Linked DNA regions of Danio rerio: region 1 is linked to region 2. A link is a contact called in public Micro-C data. All regions are on one chromosome and are shown on one strand. The core of a region is the stretch at or near the end of the contact, and the rest is flanking DNA. Distances in the headings are between cores, read along the strand shown.

What was found. A called contact is a pair of places that touch in the nucleus more often than the background predicts.
Region 1: a contact with region 2 is called in a Micro-C map of caudal fin, with 12 times the contacts expected there. The contact joins the promoter of ptprub here to the enhancer-like site in region 2. A contact is called at or near these places in 2 of 18 Hi-C or Micro-C datasets (caudal fin and an unstated tissue).

Annotation. Positions count from the first base shown.
Region 1 is chr16:38,585,049-38,589,994 of GRCz12tu, reverse strand. It overlaps ptprub (protein tyrosine phosphatase receptor type Ub), which reads left to right and starts at 3,451. Exons shown (of 29, transcript NM_001002299.2): 1 at 3,451-3,626. The coding sequence starts at 3,557. si:dkey-34d22.1 reads right to left here and starts at 4,563. Exons shown (of 15, transcript XM_073926276.1): 1 at 4,296-4,563.
Region 2 is chr16:38,482,426-38,487,285 of GRCz12tu, reverse strand. The region is part of intron 1 of ptprub (protein tyrosine phosphatase receptor type Ub); the gene reads left to right. Among named protein-coding and RNA genes, the nearest start is that of si:dkey-34d22.1, 100 kb to the left of the region's middle. Within about 2 kb of position 2,580, at least 5 of the 62 cell types and tissues checked have an H3K27ac peak or open chromatin away from gene starts, as enhancers often do.

The sequences.
Region 1 (4,946 bases), core at 2,202-4,701, 100 kb before region 2:
ACACACATATAGTTGAACATTTTATATTCAGTGGTGCAGTGGTTCTCAAAGTGGGGGTCGGGACCCCCCGAGGGGTCGCGGGGCAATGAAGGGGGGTCGCCTGGTGATTTCCAAAAATCTATTTATTTTTATTAAACCATAAGAATTAACATATTTCATCCATAACTATACTGAAAATAAAAATAGTCATTTATAGTTACTATATACTATATAGTTACTATAGTAGCTTATAGTTACTAGTTCTATTGGATTGCGACCCCTAGGGTAATTACATTATATTAAAGGCAGCAATAGCGTCAGATGCATTTTGATTTTATAACATCAGGTTATACTTTCTAGCACATTTAAAGCACTGACACAAATTTAATTGGTGTGTCTGCGTCATTGCATGCAAGGTTTCTGTATTTATAACCACCTCAGAGGATATTGGGGGTCGCGAGTCACTGGCATTGTTATTTTGGGGGTCGCGGGCTGAAAAGTTTGGGAACCCCTGCAGTGGTGGATAGTTTGATAGTTTTGTCAGTATGAAGTTTTGTGGCAAGTAACTTCAACTAACCACTTCCAAACAGCAGGTGATTCCCAACAGGATACTTTCCAATATTTGACGTTTAAACACACTGAAAGCCTAATGACTGTCATTTGAATAATCAAGCACATCTTTGCTGCAACTTACTCTCTGGCATAATTTGACTTTTTTTTTAAATAGCCGACGATTCTGTCACTTGATCTACAGCTCTGGAGTTGGAATCCCCCGCTGTGAATATGTAATATTTAGACTGATTGTGAGAGAAAGAATGATAAAAAGGTTGTACTGTTTGCCACTGTGTGAAATTAAATTGGTATGAGAAACGTGAATGGATCAGCGTGGCTATCTGCGCCTGCCATCCCTGCTGGCTGACGGACATGGATGGACCTTGGACAGCTGAGGTCCGACTTGGCCCTGTTGCTTCTATTCATGGCTCAATAGGTAGCCCTTCCTTTGTGGAGGCTAAACAGATTAACACAAATCCATCCAACCTGTGGGACTGCATAGATAAGATGCTCTATAGCTTGTTGGCCTCATAATGGCTATTGTTAGAGAACTGGAAACCTACAGCACAAATGTGTGGCTGGTTTTAGTGGCTTGAATTTGCATAGAAAGGGAGTTGTTTCAATAGCAAATTTTTTAATGTTGCAAACTTTGGTTTTTGCATGACATAGGCAGATACTGTATATACAGCCTGCAGTTGTGGTTTTCAAGTAGGTGGAAAGGGCCCATTAAGGTCATGATATACTTCAAGCGAAATTTAATTGAAACTGGTTTGATGTAATTTCAAAAATATACACAGGCCAAGACAAAGTTCATTTGGAGTTCATTTCAGGAGGTTAAAACGTCATTCCTAAAGGTATTTCCGGAAAGAAATTTACAGACCACTGGACCATGACGATTATATAACGGAAGGTGTGGCTTTGAGACTCCACCTTCTTTTAAATGAAAACCATCTCTATTTTATTTCCTTCATTCAGTCTGTCAGGGTCAGATGCAAGTAAATGGATAACCATCAAAAAGCTATTTCTAAAAGTACCAATTCTATAGAAAGTGATACTGGCATCATATTCAAAACTGTAAAGCTGTTTGTTTTTGAGAGATCAAAGGAAGTGCTGTATAAATAAATGTCACTGTTTGTTTAAAAAAAGTCAATATTTAAATAATTTACATAGATTGTTTCACAGACAAGCACGCACACATCTCATTATTATTTTTAATATGGTTACGATATTAATAATAATAATAATAATTATTATTATTATATGAATTAAATTATTATTATTTTCTGTATTGTTTCAAAAGCTAATGTTAAATTAAAATACTGAGTCCCCAGGGTCTCATTGCACCTTTACCAAAACAGGCTCATTGTGGATACATACCCCTTTATATGTTCCTGGAGAGTGTGAATTATGTAGCCAGAGGTACGTATGGCTGCATTTATGTTTTTAAAACAAACCGTTCGGGGTGGTATGACACCGCCAACAATTTCTGTTCCTTTTAGCGCAACCAGCTGACCGCTTACATCCATATGAATGACTTTACCAGTTTCCCCAGTATCTCACCTCATACACTAATGGACTTTGGACACGGGGCTGAGATGACTGCGACAAAAGCAAACACAAAATAATAATAAAATAAACAACGGGGGCGATGAGGTGGTGCAGTGGGTAGCACATTTGCATGACAGCGAGAAGGTTGCTGGTTCGAGCCTCGGCTGTGTCAGTTGGTGTTTCTGTGTGGAGTTTGCATGTTCTCTCTGTGTTCGTGTGGGTTTTCTCTGGGTGCTTCGGTTTCCCCCATAAGTCCAAAGACAAAGACACTCACGTACAGGTGAATTGGGTTGGCTAAATTGTATGTGTAAATGAGAGTGTATGGATGTTTCCCAGCGATGGGTTGCAGCTGGAAGGGCATCCGCTGCATGAAAGTGCTGAATAAGTTGACTGTTCATTCCGCTGTGGCCATCCCGGATTAATAAAGGGACTAAGCCGAAAAGAAAATGAATGAATAAACAAAAATGTGGCTGAAAATGTGGTGTAGTCACGCAGCTGTGACTGCTTTTCTTTTTCTAGATTGCTTTAGAAAACACTATTGGTTGGGTTTCGGGACAGGGTGGGTGAGTCAGTCGATCAGTCGCTCAGTCAGTCGAAAGCAAGCTGGCCTATTTGGCTGAAGTGTATATTGCGCCCTCTGGTGGATTTTCAAAAACTGTGAGCAGATGGCACGCTATGTATTTCGCTGTCCCCAAAAATGAAGACGTGGGTACTGAATTTAATTAAATAAACAGTTCAGCCCCAAACAAGTAATTAGCTGTTGATTTACTTATCCTTACTCCATCCAAATGTTGGTAACTTTTTTCACTTTCTTAATTGAAATTAAAGAAAAAAATCTCAAGTGTGGTCCAGTTATTTATATAATAATAATAATAATAATAATAATAATAATAATAATAATAATAATAATATGATTATCAAACATAAATTATACAGCTGTCATAAGTACATGATAACAGAAAATCAGATGGAGCTTAAACATGTGGTATGGGTTCAAAAGGTTCAGAAGTCTGGTTTGTTTCAGTAAATGCACACCCTACTTTTAAATGGCATTATTAATATAAATGGCATCATTAATTTCCCTCTGTTATAGAAGCTGCTTGTCTTCAGTAGTCAGGTTAAAGAGATTACGATGGTGAATCATAATGTATAGCTCGAGAACACCAGGTTGACCGGAGCTCCACTTCTCCAAAGCCCCGCATGGGGGCGTCGTTCGCACACTTTCAAGCACACTAGACTCGCACCGAGCGCCAGAAAGTGCGCTTGGAGAGAAAGAAACATCGCTTCGAACTGTTTATCCTGACGTCAGTTTGAACGGATCGCACTGCCCCCGTATCACTTCACGCGACTCTCAACTGAGCTTCGGCTGGATTTCGGGAATCGATGAACGGGAGCGAGTCCACAACTTCCCCGTTCAAACTACTGGAGCCACTGAAATGATTTCGACTTGTTTTCCCAACTGGACTAACAACGGAAAATGAATACCTGCGCCTTTCTCTTGATCCTGGCTGTTCAGATTCACGCCGACAGCGTAGAGGGACCAACAGGTAAAGTCCCGTTTATTTGGAGTTACACAAACTGCGCACTTACAAACTTGTGTGTGTGTTTTGAATATGTGAGAAGCATATGTTGTCTTGACAGCAGAAGGAGGCTGAGTTATACTTGGAGGAGCTGAACTTTTCTAATAAATGAAAGATGTGCGCTCGGTTGTCATAAAAACAGTGAAGATGTCACTAGAGGCTTGAAATGAAGTGTGCTTTGCTGTGGACTGTTATTTTGTACAGTTATGAGACGCCCTGTTTAAACATTCCGTCTGTCGTTAAGGTTCGATTCGTGGTATCGGTCTGTGTGTGTGTTGTTGTGGTGTATTTTGCATTGAAAACACAAGCATGGAAGTTGTTTGTTATAAACAAGAGCAGCCTTATCTGCAAAGCTTTAAATCAGAGGTCGAATAGCGAAACATTTGTGGCTGCACCAGACGTGCTTTAATATTATGCCATAAATTTGTCTTTTAAATAATGTAATCCTTATCAAAAAGATTTACAGCGAGTTGTGTTTAGAAGCGAATTCACACGTCACAACGAACAACTGATTTTAAAATGACTCATATTTTTACTTATCGTTCGACTAACGTATGTATTCAAAACCACAATATATTCCTCATACACTTTTCACAACAAGATACAACTTTTTATGCGTTTAAAAGGATAACTTACAGTGTGAAGTGTGTAGTATAGCTTGACCCGCTGTGATGTAACTGAATCCCTCATTCTGTAAACCGCTGATAAAATATCCGGTTGTGCTTCTGAATTATCACAGCTTGTTTATGAATTGGTCATACTAGTCTGAATACAGTTCAAAAGGCTCTTATGTTTTATCCAAATGTGTTTATCAGTTGAAGAACATACCTAATAACATAACAATAACATATTTCCACATTGAGTTTGGCGCCACTCTTCTGTGGTTTTTACTGTGTGAGGGAATGATGAGGTAATAGCCTTAAACGAGGTTGAGATGGTTTACTGGTTTTACCCAGTCAACGATGATCTGGTCATACTGGTGTTTTCCTGGTTTAACTGAGTGTAGAAACAAAATACTGAGAATGCTGGGAGAACAAATAACACCAGTTTAGGCTGATTGGTTGTTTAATAATTTGTTTATTGATTGATTGATTGATTGATTGATTGATTGATTGCCAGGAAATTTGCATTTGAAGAAAGAACATGTAAATAAATAAATCAGCTGCTAGTGGCATACTGGTTTTAGCTGGTTACATGTGTTCTCCTCATCTAGCTGGCCTCATCTAGCTGCATTTGTTTTTCATGTACAGGTATGTGCACAAAATCTGCCTTATCTGGGAGATCTAC
Region 2 (4,860 bases), core at 1,331-3,830:
GAAGCAAACATTAAACATTAAACCCAAATGACTAATCAGCTGTCTCCATTATATTTGTTTTGTTTACTTCTGGTTACTACAAATACTATAGTCAACTGCTTTAGCAACTTGAAGAAAAAACAGCTAAACTCCCTTTGGGAAATGTTTATTTATTTGCGAACTTTAAAAAAATTCACTTCACATTAAGATGCTACAGGATTGGCCAGGCCAGTCACCAGGTCTGAACATTATTGAGTATGTCTGGGATAAGAGTCATATTTTTTCTATAGCACTTTTCAATGTAGAGTGTGTCAAAGCAGCTTAACATAGAAGTTCTAGTAAATTGAAACTGTGTCAGTCTAGTTTTCAGAGTTGAAGTTCAGTTCAGTGTGGTTTAAATTTCACTGCTGGAAGTCCAAACACTGAAGAGAAAATCCATCGATGCACAGCTCCACAAGTCAAACTAGGTTGGAAAGCTGGCTTATGTGGTCATAACAGAAGTGAACATTGAGGGTGCATGGCAGCCACAAACAGGAAAGCACCCTTTTGAAAGCTAAAATGTCGAATGGGATTCTTTACAGTCTTGTAGACATGACATGCGTATGTGGTGGCCGTGATTGCAAATGTGTGATGTTTTGTTTAGAAAAAAATATGTACTGGTCATACATTTTCTTAAACAACTGTAAGCATTATTTAAAAAGTACAGAGTAATAAATTTCATTAAAACATATTTGAAGAAGTGATTTATTATTTACCTCAAACTTTCCCCACTATTCTTCATAAGGAGTCCAACAAATTAAATGCTTCATTTAACAAAACATTTATGATTGATGCTCTTTCTTTAATAATTGTAGAAACAAAGGTTTAAAATTTTGAATTAAATAAAATCAAATCCATTGTTTTGCTAAATGATTAATAAGGTGTAAAAATATCAGTCATGCACACAATATTAAAAATACCTTTTTTATTTATTAAATGCAATTTATAAACAACAAACTACTATTAAATGAGGTAAAAATACAGCAGACACTTTAATCATTTCTATCCTAACTTTTATTTTAACTTTTTAAGCATTAAATAAATAATAATAATAATAATAATAATAATAATAATAAAATTAACTGAATTGAAACTGAGACCGCCTGAAATTATGTCTAAGGTTATGAAAATAATTTCTAGAAAAATGTATTTGAGGTGTTTGAAAGTTTGAAAGAAAGGCTTAAATATCTCATTTATTAAAATGGAGAGGTCTGCCACTAGGGGGCTCTGAAAATGTTGTAGCTATAATTTTATTAAATACCTGGTTTCAGAAAATACTTGCTGAAATTGTGTACCTTTCTGCATTTTTATATGCACTTTGAACCACTGTTTTATAACACAAAAACTTTTTTTTTTTAACTCTGCTATTATTTACTCAGCCTTCACATAATGTTCAAAAACTATTTGAGTTTTTTCTTCTGTTAAACACTAAAGATATTTTGAAAATGCTGGTTGCCCCGACCCATTGACTTCTTTAGTACCCAGCAAACAATTTTGTCTTTAATAGACGTCTAGACATTTCAACGTACAGTACAGCTTGGCTAAAACAAAGCTAATCTTGGGCTGTCAGTGAAAATCTAATAGCCGTCTAAGAAAAGCCCAACACTGGCCTAGTCGTCAAATAGACAGATTAGACAGACTTTACATGTGTAGTCATTCATTTCTGTTTATTTGATGACTAGTCTAGTTTTGGCATATTCTTAGACATCTGTTAGATTTTCACTGACAGCCCAAATTTAGCCTTGTTTTAGCCAAGACGACTATGTTTAGAAGTCTATTGAACATCTATTAGACATCTTTTAAGAACAAAAAAATAATAATAATAAATGCTTGCTGGGTATTTTTCTTCCTACTATGAAAGTTGATAGGTGCCAGCAAGCAGCATTCTTCAAAATATCTTCTCTTGTGGTCAACAGAAGAAAGAATGAGAATGAGATGAGGTCATTTTCTCTTGTTTTGAGTGAACTGTCCTTATAACAGAATTTCCCCCAACTTAGTTTTACTGATAATGATGTCTTTTTTTGTTTTAAATATTGTCTTTGTGTGTAATTATAATTGTTTCATGACTCCAAGGCAGCATCATCTTATCTAGATTTAACATGTATCATGTAGCTTCTCTCTAATGTGTGTTGTTCTGCAATGAGAAATTTGCCCAAGCTAAAGTCATGTATGAGTAATTTTATTTACAAGTAGTAGCAGATGGCAAGGAATGCATTCGGCAAGCGAGTCTGTTCTCCTTCACCTGTTCCCTGTCAAGGTTCTGTAGCAGAGCCACTGCCAGTCACACGGAGCATATGGCCACCGCTCGAACTTTAATTACCCAATAAACCCTAGAAATACAACTCTAGAAATGCCAGGCTGCTGATGTTCTGGGTGTCTCCCGTGTTATTTCAACTCGTCATTTCTGACACGATGCTGGATTCGCCACACGAGCAGTCCCGCAGCTTGGTCTGCATGGTGCAAACTCGCTGTGATCCAGTGGTATTTTCAAAAACAGCCGTGAGCTGTGAGAGAGGATGAAGAGCAATAGTGGGGAGCTGAAAATGAAAAGTGCATGGGCGGGATTTGGGGAATTGCTTTTTGGTCCTGATTGTCAGCAACAGAGGAGAGTTGACTTTCTAACATGACAGCTTTGAAGTTTAGAAGCGTGTCCTGGAGCGAGTTGAGTCCTGTGTCTCGACCCTCACCTTAGTGGTGCTTTTAATTAGCGTCTTAACAGTGAGTCATGGTGGGCTCACACTCTGCACTGCTCTGCAGGTGTCCGACACCTAAAACATCGCCCCCTGCTGGCAGACTGTCTTTCCTACATGACTGTTTTCTCTTAAGTCTCAGGAGTTTCCTTCAATTCTCAGACTGCTAGAGGTTGACTGAGTCTTTATATCATGTCTTTTTTTCATGTTTACTTTTTGTCCTCTGTGAAAACCGCAAATTAGATCTGCTTTGATATTGCAGTTGTTTATTTTAGAAAAAACAAGTAATTGTAAAGAAATTAATTTGTGCTCATTGTAATCTTGGGTTTTCTTGTTTGAAATTTGTTTATAATTTACCCAGGACTTACAGTTTATTCTGGGTATAAGTCACTATATAACATATAAAATGCATACACAAATAATAATGATAATACTAATTTTAAAGACAGCACACACCAAACATCATATTTGGTGGCGAGTGGCGACATACAATGGGTGACACGTTAAAGCGATCATTAGTGCCGCGACTTGTACCGCTGCCGCACTAAAGGAGTAAGAATGTGTTTTTAGGTATAACCGCAGTGTGTGACTGTGCCGCCAGGGGGCACAAAAGGACAAATTTGTAGGGATAGAAATACATAGTAGCTGTAAACACTCTGCTTCTTGTAAATGAAGATGAAACAGTGAAACAAAGCATCATAATTTCTTCATTAATGATAAAAAATTTGTTAACATGCTTTAATATCATTGTAAACTTGCTAAAGTGAAATGAAGATTTATTTTGGAAAGTAAAATTAAAGAAATAAAAGACAACTAAAATTAAAGTAAAAACATACTTACAAATAATTAGGCCTAAATAAATAAATACATGAATAAATAAATAAATAAATAAATAAATAAATAAATAAATAAATAAATAAATAAATAAATAAATGAATGAATGAATGAATGAATGAATGAATAAATAAATAAATAAAGAAGTGTTTTAGTCTAAATCTAGAGAGATGTACAGTGTTTGTTATTTTAAAGTGAGAGGACTAAGACAGTCAATAAAAAGGCTTTTTAATTCAAGTTATCATTTACATTTTTATTGTTGATTATATTTTACACATTTTATGTCTCAATTATTGCACATAGATAATAAATTAATATTTGAATAGGTCTACATAATTATTAATTTAAAACATTACCAGCAAAAAATTGAGAAACAATTCAGTACATGGTCTAAAGAGCTTTTTGAATGCTACTTCATCAAAACCCTAAAAATAAATTGACCTACCTCAAGCATATCACTAAAATTATAATGACAATCATTTTGATGTCATTATGAGTTTGAACGAAAAGTAACCATTAGGGATGTTATGATTCACCATGAGCCAGTTGAAAATTGATTTAAATATGTGATGATTCAAATCTGTACAAATGTTAAATGAACCGCAAAACATGTTTTGAACAAAGAGGGCGCTGTGTTCACAGGCGCAAGCTCGCTTTACCTACACATCAATGCACAAGAGGTGGGTTGGTGAAGTAAAATGACAGCCGTGAGATGTGCCAGACAAAACACAAACTGTATGCAAACAATGCAAAAATACATTTACTTACACTAACAGAACAACAAATATAACGCAGCACTGTGAAAAGCTACTGTCGAAGACGTCTATATGCAAAAGCTATTAATAGGCCAAACCGTGTGGACCGGATGATTTGCAGGTCTGATTGCTCTGACGAGTGCTAACATTACGAAGATCACACAGTGCATCAGTGTTTTCATAGCGAAAATGTAAAGATTATTTTCAGGGTGAAAGAGAAAGCTGTGCTGTTACAGAACCATGTATTAGATTGTTCCTTTTATACCCTCTTTTTGTCAATCAAGTTTATGCATATTTTAATAATTTGCTTATTATATCATATTTTATAATATATTTTACAATCATTTTTGATTATGCAAGTGGACAGTCCGTGGAGCAGAGGGCCTTTTGACCTCCTCTGCACACACTACTCTCTGGTTTAGGAAAGGCTTACCTCTCCACACCATCCATCTGAGCATCCAGTGAAAGAGTTTTTTTCATCAGCAGTTGACATTGTAAAAGTGCAAAGACCTCAGCTTATTCCAGAAGACATAGATATCCTGGTATTTCTTTTAAAAAATGTC